Regions from separate parts of the Mus musculus genome. Here region 2 is linked to region 1. A link is a contact called in public promoter capture Hi-C data. All regions are on one chromosome and are shown on one strand. The core of a region is the stretch at or near the end of the contact, and the rest is flanking DNA. Distances in the headings are between cores, read along the strand shown. Region 1 has its middle 43 kb from the start of Nipal2. Region 2 holds the start of Kcns2 (K+ voltage-gated channel, subfamily S, 2).

The links. Promoter capture Hi-C pulls out the DNA fragments that hold promoters and counts their contacts.
Region 2: a contact with region 1 is called in a promoter capture Hi-C map of hippocampal neurons, with 2.8 times the contacts expected there. The contact joins the promoter of Kcns2 here to the enhancer-like site in region 1. A contact is called at or near these places in 6 of 39 promoter capture datasets (embryonic stem cells, hippocampal neurons, liver and 2 more), 1 of 115 datasets of contacts at active chromatin or transcription factors (embryonic stem cells) and 1 of 9 other capture datasets (pancreatic islet).

The regions. Positions count from the first base shown.
Region 1 is chr15:34,719,457-34,724,809 of GRCm38.p6, forward strand. No RefSeq gene overlaps it. Among named protein-coding and RNA genes, the nearest start is that of Nipal2, 43 kb to the left of the region's middle. Within about 2 kb of position 3,700, at least 5 of the 459 cell types and tissues checked have an H3K27ac peak or open chromatin away from gene starts, as enhancers often do. A contact at or near this core is called in hippocampal neurons, where this site is marked.
Region 2 is chr15:34,836,022-34,841,254 of GRCm38.p6, forward strand. Kcns2 (K+ voltage-gated channel, subfamily S, 2) reads left to right here and starts at 1,334. Exons shown (of 2, transcript NM_181317.4): 1 at 1,334-1,831; 2 at 2,429-5,233. The coding sequence starts at 2,472. The coding sequence ends at 3,905. It overlaps Gm32970 (a long non-coding RNA gene), which reads right to left and starts at 2,654. Exons shown (of 7, transcript XR_383919.3): 1 at 2,318-2,654.

The DNA.
Region 1 (5,353 bases), core at 2,450-4,949:
ATAAAAATAACAGGAATTTTGAAAACTGTTCTTGTTTATGCCATTTCATTTTTTTTTTTAAAGGAAACTGGGAATAGGGATGGGAGAGGAGGGCAGAGTGTTTTAAAACTAATTATAGCATTAAAATCCTCTAAGAGCATTGTTCCCGTCTCTGTCATAGGAGCGGCTTCATCCTGATGGATGAGTCAGAGGCACCCAGGGTCAAGCTTGCAACAGTCAAGAAGCACTATGACAGCTGGAGGTGTGGCTGGAGTCCATGCTAATGTGGACCGTGGGGCAGAGCTTCACAGCATTCCGTTGCCCGCACTAGGGCTGGGTGGACTCCCTGTCACCTATGTGCTGCCCTGTCAGCTGTAGAATGTTTAGTATTTCTGAGGCCTCCATCCTCTAGTGGATATGGTAGATATATATGCCCCTCCTTGCCAAGTTGTCAGAGCCCAAAATGCCTCCACATACCGCCAAGTGTCCCTTAAAGGGCAGAGCACCCCTATCTGTGACCCACTCACATGGAGCCACACAAGCTCTGATGTGGAAGCAAGCTTGTTTTGTTTCTTTGTTGGTTTAGGACCAGATCTCACTATGCTGTCTAGACTGGCCTCCAACTTGCCATCCTCCTCGAACCACAGGTGTACCATAACATGCAGTTTGAAAACTTGTTCTAGAAACTTCTCAAGTATGTTATTACAGTTTCCCCAGTCCAAAGGAGAGAGAAGAAACAGAAAATCCTGCCTCTCCTCTATTGTCTTAGCCCTTCCTCTGTGCCATTCCACCACTGCATCGTTTCTTCCAGGACTTTCGGGCAGGCCAAAGTAGCTAAACAAAGCCCAGGGTGCCTGTGGCTGGGGAACCTAAGGCAGGCTGATAATGAAACATTTTCAGGTAAGAAAAAAAACTTTTTCATGTGCCTCCTATTAGACCTAATCTGTATTAAATGATGGTATTTTTAATCTTCAGAAAAATGCAGAGGTTAAAATTCCCCTTGAAGGCTAGGGCTGTGGGTTTTTGTTTTTTGTTTTTTGTTTTTTAATCTATTGGTATACTTGTTTACAATGACTGGCGCATAATGAATGCTCAATGAATTTTTTAACACTGAACTGTTTGAAACGTATCAACTAGCAAAAGCAGAAGAAACACAAACAAGGACACAGGCCTCTAGAGAGACCCCTGAATTTGCATTTAAGTGAGTCATTCCCGAGGGAATATCTATTCTCAAAATCTGTATGTTCTTTTTGTTTCAGATCTGTCCAGGAAACACTGATTAGTGCAACGAGACTTCGATCTAAGTGGGAAAAAAAAGTCTCTACTCTCTTGAAATCACATAAAGATGCATCATGGATATTTTGAGTATAATGTGGCTCTTCCAGAGACACCCAGACTTAGCAGGTTCTACAGGAACCCAGTGGGAAGCTCACCTACTCAGTCTTTGCAAGATGTAGCAGTAACAATAAGGAATCATTCCGGAGCTGTGTGGAGGGACATCAGGGAGCATGTGACGGGAGTGGGTGAGGGAGTGGCTATGGAGACCATGGAATAGTGGCACATGAACAGACAATGGAAGCAAGGACAGAAGTGGGAGCTACACATGCTGTGTTCATCCTGATGTGGCTGAGTCTGGGAATGGTGTGAGACAGAGTCAGAGGCATGGGCCACAGAGGGCTCCGAATTCCTACTGAGGAATGGGGGGCACTGATAATGTTTCATTCAGCAAGTAGCTTAGATAATCTGACTGCTGCAGCATGAGGCACAGGTTTCAAGAACAGGGACCAGGCTGAGATCATCATAATGTTCCAGAGATAGCAGGATGCACTCTATGTGATGGAAGACAAAAAGTGCAGAGTCCAATAGAGAGTGAGTTGGTCTACAGTGGCTGAGCTACTGTATGTGTGTGTGTGTGTGTGTGTGTGTGTGTGTGTGTGTGTGTTGTATGCGAGGCTGTGCTCACTTGTACATGCACAGAGGCTGGAAGAGGACGTTAGGTGTCCTACAATGTCACTCTTCACTGTTTTCTCTTGAGACAGTGTCTCTTATTGAACTTTGAGCCAGAAAACTGCAGTAATACCAAAATCCTGGGAATATAGGCATATAGTGTGTCCCTCTCTCTTTATGATCTGTTTAGTTTTGGCAAGAGTTCAAAGGTGCCAGCCTCACTCTCCCAGGTCCAGCCCAAGTTTACTCTGAGATACAGAACAGGAGACAGGGCAAGTTGAGGAATAGTTGTTCTCATGGCTATGTGGCCTCAGCACACCCATATCCATGCCAGTTCCAGCCACCAGCTACTCGGCTGTACCTGAGAAATCACTCACTATCATTGTCCACTCCTGGAGCCTTGCAAGTGGGCTCAAGGCCTTCTGGCCAGGCATTCTCAACAACTTGGGCAAACAAAGCCTGATACTGAAATAGAAGGCATTGGTTCTCGGCTGATCTTTTGCCTTGCTCCAGTGTACTCCTTCCCCCTGGGAAGTCCTTGTAGTCATGGTAGCGATTGAGATGAAAAAGTTATGAATTGAGGCTTTGGTCTTAAATTACTCTCTCTCTCTCTCTCTCTCTCCCTCTCTCTCTCTCTCTCTCTCTCTCTCTCTCTCTCTCTCTGTGTGTGTGTGTGTGTGTGTGTGTGTTGTATGTGTGTGTATAGTGTATGTGTATAATGTGTGTGGTGTATATGTGTGTGTATAATGTGTGTGGTGTGTATGTGTTTCTGGTATGCACGTATGTCTATGATGTGTGTGGTATATATATGTGTGTATGTGTTTCTGTATGTATTTTGGAGAGAAGGGTGGCAGTGATGACAGATAAATACATAGAAAAAAACCTGAAAGAACTTCTGTTTTCCTGGAATCCACAAAGACACAGATTTACTGTTCTCATGGGCTGATTTTTCTGGTTTTCCCAAGTTAGCTTCAGTTCCTGCTGAGGTCAAACAGGTAAGGTAAGCAGAGTTGGGCATGACACACTGAGAAGTGGAATCTGGCAGAGAGAGAGAGAGAGAGAGAGAGAGAGAGAGAGAGAGAGAGAGGGAGAGGGAGAGGGAGAGGGAGAGGGAGAGGGAGAGGGAGAGGGAGAGGGAGAGGGAGAGGGAGAGGGAGAGGGAGAGGGAGAGGGAGAGGGAGAGGGAGAGGGAGAGGGAGAGGGAGAGGGCAAATAGAAAAACACATTAGTTAGGGGTCAGTTAGCACCAGGGCAAATAGCTCCACATGCCTTCTTGGGACATAGCTCCATTATGTCATGAAACGATGAGTATGTTTTTAGAAGTTTCCATTTTTGGGGAAAAGTGTTTGCTTTCAGTTGTCTGAAAGTGTTTTATTTAGAGCTCTTTTCTCTTGGTGACTTGGGACATCAGATGCTGCAATCCCATTTAATTGGAGTGTCAGACTTTCTGCTGCCTCTCCTCTGGTGCAGTCTCCCCTCTCAAGTGTGATACTTTTTCTTCTTCCTTCTTCTGGAGAGTCCCATGTGTCTCTTCCCAGAGCTGCAGTACATGGCCCATTGCTTAGCCACACCAGATAAACTCAGCTCCAGTAATCTAAACTTGAAAACGAGGCAGCAATTCTGCCATTATGCCCTAATTCACAGCCTCATCATTAAATGATCACAGTCTCAAATGGCACTTTTAATTCTTTTACAGCAGCTGGTAAATGGTGGGAACAGACGCTCCCACTCAGTGGAGCTGCTCCTGCAGTACCAGTAGGAAGGATAAAAGATAATGAACATTCCCTCTCCCCAGATCCCAACCATGGGCTTCCGTGCTGGGCACTGTTACCAGGAACTGGGTGGTGGGTCTAGGAGAGCCTCTGTGTGGCTTTGATCTGACCTTGGCTCAATGTGGGACTTTATCTCAAGCTAACACTATGCTTAGCCTCTTTGTCCTAAAGTACAAGGCATGGTAGACCAGACTAGTGACCAGGGCAGCTTTTATAGACAGGACTCCCACATGCCAGAAGACTGACTTACAAACAGATCAATTGGCTGATCTTGTTCACTGGTGTGTACACTCAGTCTTACACTTCCCTAACCATTATCTGCACCCAGGCTTCACTCCCAGACCCAACCAGAATGGGCAGATGACATGATGACAATGGTGGAAGGCAAGAGGAACAAACACATGACAGTCCTACTCCCTGTTGACCTAAAGTGTTTCTCCATACACAGTGAACATAAGCTTACCCTGGTGAGTAAAAAGATTCCAATCAAATGTGTGTGTCTGTGTGAGTGTCTGTGTGTGTGTGTGTGTGTGTGTATGTGTGTGTGTGAGTCTGTGTCCATGTGTGTGTCTGTGTGTGTGTGTGAGTGTGTGTATGTGTCCATGTGTGTGTCTGTGTGTGTGTGTGAGTGTGTGTATGTGTGTGAGTATCTGTGTCCATGTGTGTGTCTGTGTGTGTGCTTGTGTGTGCACATATGTGTATGACTGTGTGTCTGTGTGTGTAGCCAGTCCTCCCCTCCTCCTCCTCCCCTCCTCCTCCTCCTTCATCATCTTCTTCTTCTTCTTCTTCTTCTTCTTCTTCTTCTTCTTCTTCTTCTTCTTCTTCTTCTTCTTCTCTCTCTCTCTCTCTCTCTCTCTCTCTCTCTCTCTCTCTCTCTCTCTCTCTCTCTTTCAAAAACAGGATCTCTTATTAGCCTGGAACTTACCAAGTAGTCTAGATTAGTTACCCATTGAGATCTGAAAGCCTACCATCCTCACCTCATAGCACTGGTATAACAAGTGCTTTGCCTCTCACTTGGCTTTTAATGTGGGACACAGAGCTGGGCCAAGGTCCTCACATTCTTGGGTAAACTCTTTACTATGCTGTCTTCACAGCCTGTAACCAACTTGAACAGTGAGTACGAGCTGTCAGTGAGCCACAGCAGGTTGCTTGCAGGCAGTTAACTATTTAAACTGAGCCTGAAAAAAGCAAAGGGCATGATGCTTCCCCAAGTCCAGCTGTGTTTGCACCCTGTGATGTTTTCCATACATTGCTTCTTAGAAATATTCCCAGCAGCTGAAGAATCATTCCTCATCATTCTAGTTCTGGGCTCTGGCTGCCCCAGGAATTGTTCTCTGCTTCATCAAACCTCATTCAATTAGATACATGTAAAGTTCTCCTGTAAATAATCACACCATAGAGCATCAAGTGGCTTGAAACTATCCTGCCATTCCATGCATCAGGGAGTGGAAGTCACCAGCCCCCATCAGGGAGAAGTACACTCAACTGAGATGAGTTGTGCCGCTTGCCCCACATCATTAGCGGTTTCTTTTATTTCTTTTTTCTTTTATTAGATATTTTCTTCATTTACATTTCGAATGTTATCCCCAAAGCCCCCTATACCCTCCCCCTGCCCTGCTCCCCAATCCACCCACTCCTGCTTCCTGGCCCTGGTA
Region 2 (5,233 bases), core at 84-2,583, 110 kb after region 1:
CACACACCAGCACCACCGCCACCACCACTGTTGCCACTACTAGCATCAAACATCAAAGAACGGAAGCTCACATGAACCACACCACATTATTCTTCTTCCCATATGGAACTGCTTTTGCAGGAAGACCCACACTCACAGAAGCTTCAGAGACATGGGTGTAGCGTCCTTTTAGTGAGGACACATGTAACCAATGCACACATCATATATGCTCAAAGGTGAGTGGCTGATACAAAGACTCATACTTGGATCCACTGATCCAACACAAAACTAGATCAAGGATTCTTTTCAGACCCTCTGAGGGAGCTTAAAGCAGGCTAGTCTTTTGCACTGTTTGCATAGTTCTGGGGATCAATACCTAGGGCCTTGTACATACCAGACAAATGCTCTGACCGGAGTTCAGCTCCAACCCATCAAACAATCTAGAGCCAGAACACCTCTCAATTCAGGTGGCACCCTTAGAGCCACATATGAAGAATGTGTTTCTCGTGGTTGCACTGTTTTTCCTGAGTCTGGAGCCACCTTATAAGAACTGTCCTATTACTTCTGACCAAGACATGAGGACACCAGCTCTCTGCTAACAATGCATGCCACAGTCTGAAAATGAGGACCATGTATTTGCTCAGAGACCAGGGGGATACCAAGGAATAAGGGTCTATTTCTTGGCTTGGCCAATATGAGGGCCCTATGTCTTATGATTGGGAATTCTGTGCTGAAGTCAGTGTTTATACAGCACACAGTTTCTCACACTGTATGCACATACCACACTAATGCATGTCCAGATCCTCATACATGGCACACTGTATGCATCTTCGCATCCATCAGAAGACATATTTGTCAATACTTTACACAGATTTTGGGTAGTCCTACTCCTCAGATTGCACACACGCACAGAACTCCAAGTACTCCTCTGAAGCTCACACTGGCTTGTACATACACGGTATCATGCAGAGTTCTCAAACAGAACTCCATTACTCCTCCCCATGCCAACAGGACCTGTGCACACACCCAAGCTCCTGCCCCACCCATATCCCTGCCACAGCTCAACCTCAGTCTTCTCTGACAGCTCCCATTTTCCGATAACCCCATTTCCAGGTATAGGAAACTTTTCTTCAGGTTTCTAAAAGAGGAAGCCGAAGCCGGTAGATCATTCCGTTGCTGCCCTATCCGCCCTATACATAAAAGCCATCCTTCATTCTCCAGTCTGTTTCCTACAGACCCGGCGAGGGAGGAAAGTCACTGTAGGCAACCCTCTGTCTGAGCCCTGGGGGTGCTGACAATAACAGCTGTCCCTGGAGGATGCCGAGGGAGGGGGAAAAGGTGTCAGCTCCGTGCAAAGCTGGGGGGCGCCCGAAGAACAGAATGATGCTCCGGAACGTCTCAAGAGTCTGGGCGGCGACTGTGCCCCGGGCTGGCGCGCTCGGAGCTGTCCGTTCAGCACCACCGCGCAGCACCAGGCTCAAGGCCCTCTGCAAGGCGCACCGGCTCGGTTCCCGCCCCCGCTCCACGGGCGCCTGCGGCGTGGGCTCCTGCCTCTCGTGGTGGGTGAGGGGCGCGCAGATCGGAAGAGGGGGGCTCCACGAGCGTCGGGGCCACGCAGCCACCTGTGAGCCTCTCGCGGATGTGGGCGGTGGTGTGTGCGGCCGGAGACTGAAGGAGGCGCACGGTGGACCCCGCCTGCCCGGTGGCGGGGCACACAGACAAGCACTCACATCTACATCCTCGCACCCGCGCGCACTCGCGCAGCCAGCCAACGGCGTCCACCGCGGTGATGCTTGCCAGCAGGTCGGGGAAGTTTCCCGCCGGCCTCTGCCGCGGGCTCCCGTGCACCCAGGTAAGCGCTTTTAGAACGCGCAAGGCGAGCTCCGGGAAGGCGCAGCGCACGCGGCCGGGGAGCACGGCGCCAGAAGGGCGCGGGGGTGGTGGTAGGAAGGGGGCTGGGAATGGAATCGGTCCTTGAAGGCTGGAGATCTGGGACGCTGAGTTGACCCTTTTAGCCCTCGGCCCAGATTTACAGATTAGAGCGGTGAATTTCCTTGCCTCCTCCCAAATCTCCGCGCCCCCTTCTTGGCCCAGCCCTGCCAGTGCGCATCTCAGCTTGGGTCCCGCCTGTCTGCGGCGAGAGGGCGGGGGCGTCTCCTTGGTCTGCTCACAGGCAAGGTCAGCACACAGCCCCCTTGGGCTTTCAGAGCCGACAGGCGCCACTCCCTGGAGGAGGTGGAGGCCCGGGTGTACTCGTGGAAACATACACCCTTGTCTTGCCTTGGGAAGGGAGTCAACTCCCATAGACCCATTCCTGCACCCCAGTGCTGGACCTCACCTAGAGACCCTGCTGGAGAGGCCAGTCAGATGAGGGTGAAGAGAAAACAAGAGAAAGACTTGGGGTGGGGAGTGCCGGCGCTCACATAGATGCTGTTCCCTCTGCTTTCAGGTGTAGCGCCCCCGCGCGGCGCGGGCGCCTGGGCATCTCCAGCATGACCCGCCAGAGCCTGTGGGATGTGTCCGATACCGACGTCGAGGATGGAGAGATCCGCATCAATGTGGGTGGCTTCAAGAGACGGCTGCGTTCCCATACGCTGCTGCGCTTCCCTGAGACACGCCTGGGCCGTCTGCTCCTCTGCCACTCGCGAGAGGCCATTCTGGAACTCTGCGATGACTACGATGACGTTCAGCGTGAGTTCTACTTCGACCGTAACCCCGAGCTCTTCCCCTATGTGTTGCATTTCTACCACACCGGCAAGCTTCACGTCATGGCTGAGCTGTGCGTCTTCTCCTTCAGCCAGGAGATCGAGTACTGGGGTATCAATGAGTTCTTCATCGACTCTTGCTGCAGCTATAGCTATCACGGCCGCAAAGTGGAACCTGAGCAGGAGAAATGGGACGAGCAGAGTGACCAGGAAAGCACCACTTCCTCCTTCGATGAGATCTTGGCCTTCTATAATGATGCTTCCAAGTTCGATGGGCAACCCCTGGGCAACTTCCGCAGGCAGCTGTGGCTGGCGTTGGACAACCCAGGCTACTCAGTCCTAAGCAGGGTCTTCAGTGTCCTTTCCATCTTGGTGGTGTTGGGCTCCATCATCACCATGTGCCTCAATAGCCTGCCAGACTTCCAAATCCCTGATAGCCAGGGTAACCCCGGTGAAGACCCCAGGTTCGAAATTGTGGAGCACTTTGGCATTGCTTGGTTCACATTTGAGTTGGTGGCCAGGTTTGCTGTGGCCCCTGACTTTCTTAAGTTCTTCAAGAATGCTCTAAACCTTATTGATCTCATGTCCATTGTCCCATTTTACATAACTCTAGTGGTGAACCTGGTGGTGGAGAGTTCTCCTACCTTGGCTAACTTGGGCAGGGTGGCTCAAGTCCTGAGGCTAATGAGGATCTTCCGAATTCTCAAGCTGGCCAGACACTCCACTGGCCTCCGCTCCTTGGGAGCCACCCTGAAGTACAGCTACAAGGAAGTGGGGTTGCTCTTGCTCTACCTCTCAGTGGGGATTTCCATCTTCTCTGTGGTGGCCTACACCATTGAAAAGGAGGAGAACGAAGGCCTGGCCACCATCCCTGCCTGCTGGTGGTGGGCCACTGTCAGTATGACCACAGTTGGGTACGGAGATGTGGTCCCAGGGACAACAGCTGGGAAGTTGACTGCCTCTGCCTGCATCTTGGCAGGCATCCTGGTGGTGGTCTTGCCCATCACTTTGATCTTCAATAAGTTCTCCCATTTCTATCGGCGCCAAAAGCAACTTGAGAGTGCTATGCGCAGCTGTGACTTTGGAGATGGAATGAAAGAGGTCCCTTCGGTCAATTTAAGGGACTACTATGCTCATAAAGTTAAGTCCCTCATGGCAAGTCTGACAAACATGAGTAGGAGTTCACCTAGTGAACTGAGTTTAGATGATTCTCTACATTAGCTGGACCCCGACTTACATTGCTGATCTGCTGCTTGTGGTTCTAGCACAATCAGGGCAATTTTAGGGCTGTGGCATAAGAAATCATCCCTGCCCTAGAGGGAGAGCTGCATGGGACATAAGCCCTAGATTGCTTTTGCAATGTTTAGAGAGGTTTCTTTTTTCTTTTGAGGATGGTGTGTCTAATAACATGCCTTTGCACCTCTCAGTGAAGTGACACTCACTGGTGTTTGCATCATGGCAAAAAAAAAAATGTTCACCTTTCTGCCAGATGAGTATCTAGAATGCCAATTTCTCTGTCCACTGTGTACAGTATTCTAATGCTCATATCCCAGCATTACCTGTGAGTGGAATTGTCTGTGCTCCTATTTCCGAGGCTGCTGTATGGGTTCCAGTGACAACACATCTGTCTATGAGGTCAGCAAGGATATCGTGAGATTTGGATCACAACCATGTGAAAATAATCTCAATTATGTATCCCTTGCTTTCATTTACCTTTAATACCAAAACAGAGAGATCGCAAAGCTAAGCACACTTGACCAATGCAAATCTTCGAGTTGTCTTTCTACTTGGTCCTGTCCTTGTGATGTGCATGAATGCACCAGTCATTTTAAAGAAAGATATGTATTGATGTATATCTCCTAAGTGTCAGTGTAAAGAGAATGTTACTTAGTCGATATGTAGTAAAGACTGAATGTTTTTCCTCCAAACAGTTAAATTTAGGGACAGCGACTTTAGCTAAACATGGACCAAACCCCAGGAGTTCATGTAGGCTAAGCCCTTTTACTGATGGTCAGGCCTCTTTTCATTTATTTCTGGCTGAGATGCTCAATCCAGGCCATTTTGACCAAAGTTTGCTGTGTCTTGGTATTAGCATGTTTTTCAAGCATCTCTTTTTTAAGATGTTTAGGAATAAGGCCGTGCTGTCTTTCTCCTCCACTGGAAGAAGTTTGTGTTTTGTTGTCTTTGTGAGGTAAGCACTGTCAGGTTGCTGGCAAGGGCAATAGCTTAAATATTTTCTTGCCTGCTCTAAAAGCCCATAAAATGAATGTTCTTTTGTTTCTGAGCAGAGTTTCCTTTAGGTAGTTTTGCTTCTAGGACACAGGATAGTGTATGTATAGTGTTTGATTGCCTTGAGTTCCTGCCTTGGCATGGAAACCTGGTAGTGCAGAGCATATTCAAGATGCAGACATGCATGAAGGCAGGTGGCTTACCCAGGGTGGAAACACTGTAGCTTTTATTTCCATTGCAATTGCAATGGGGTTTGGGGGACAGGGGTAGAAGTCAAAAGAAAAGAGTTATAAAGCCAAAAACTACTTTATAAGATATAA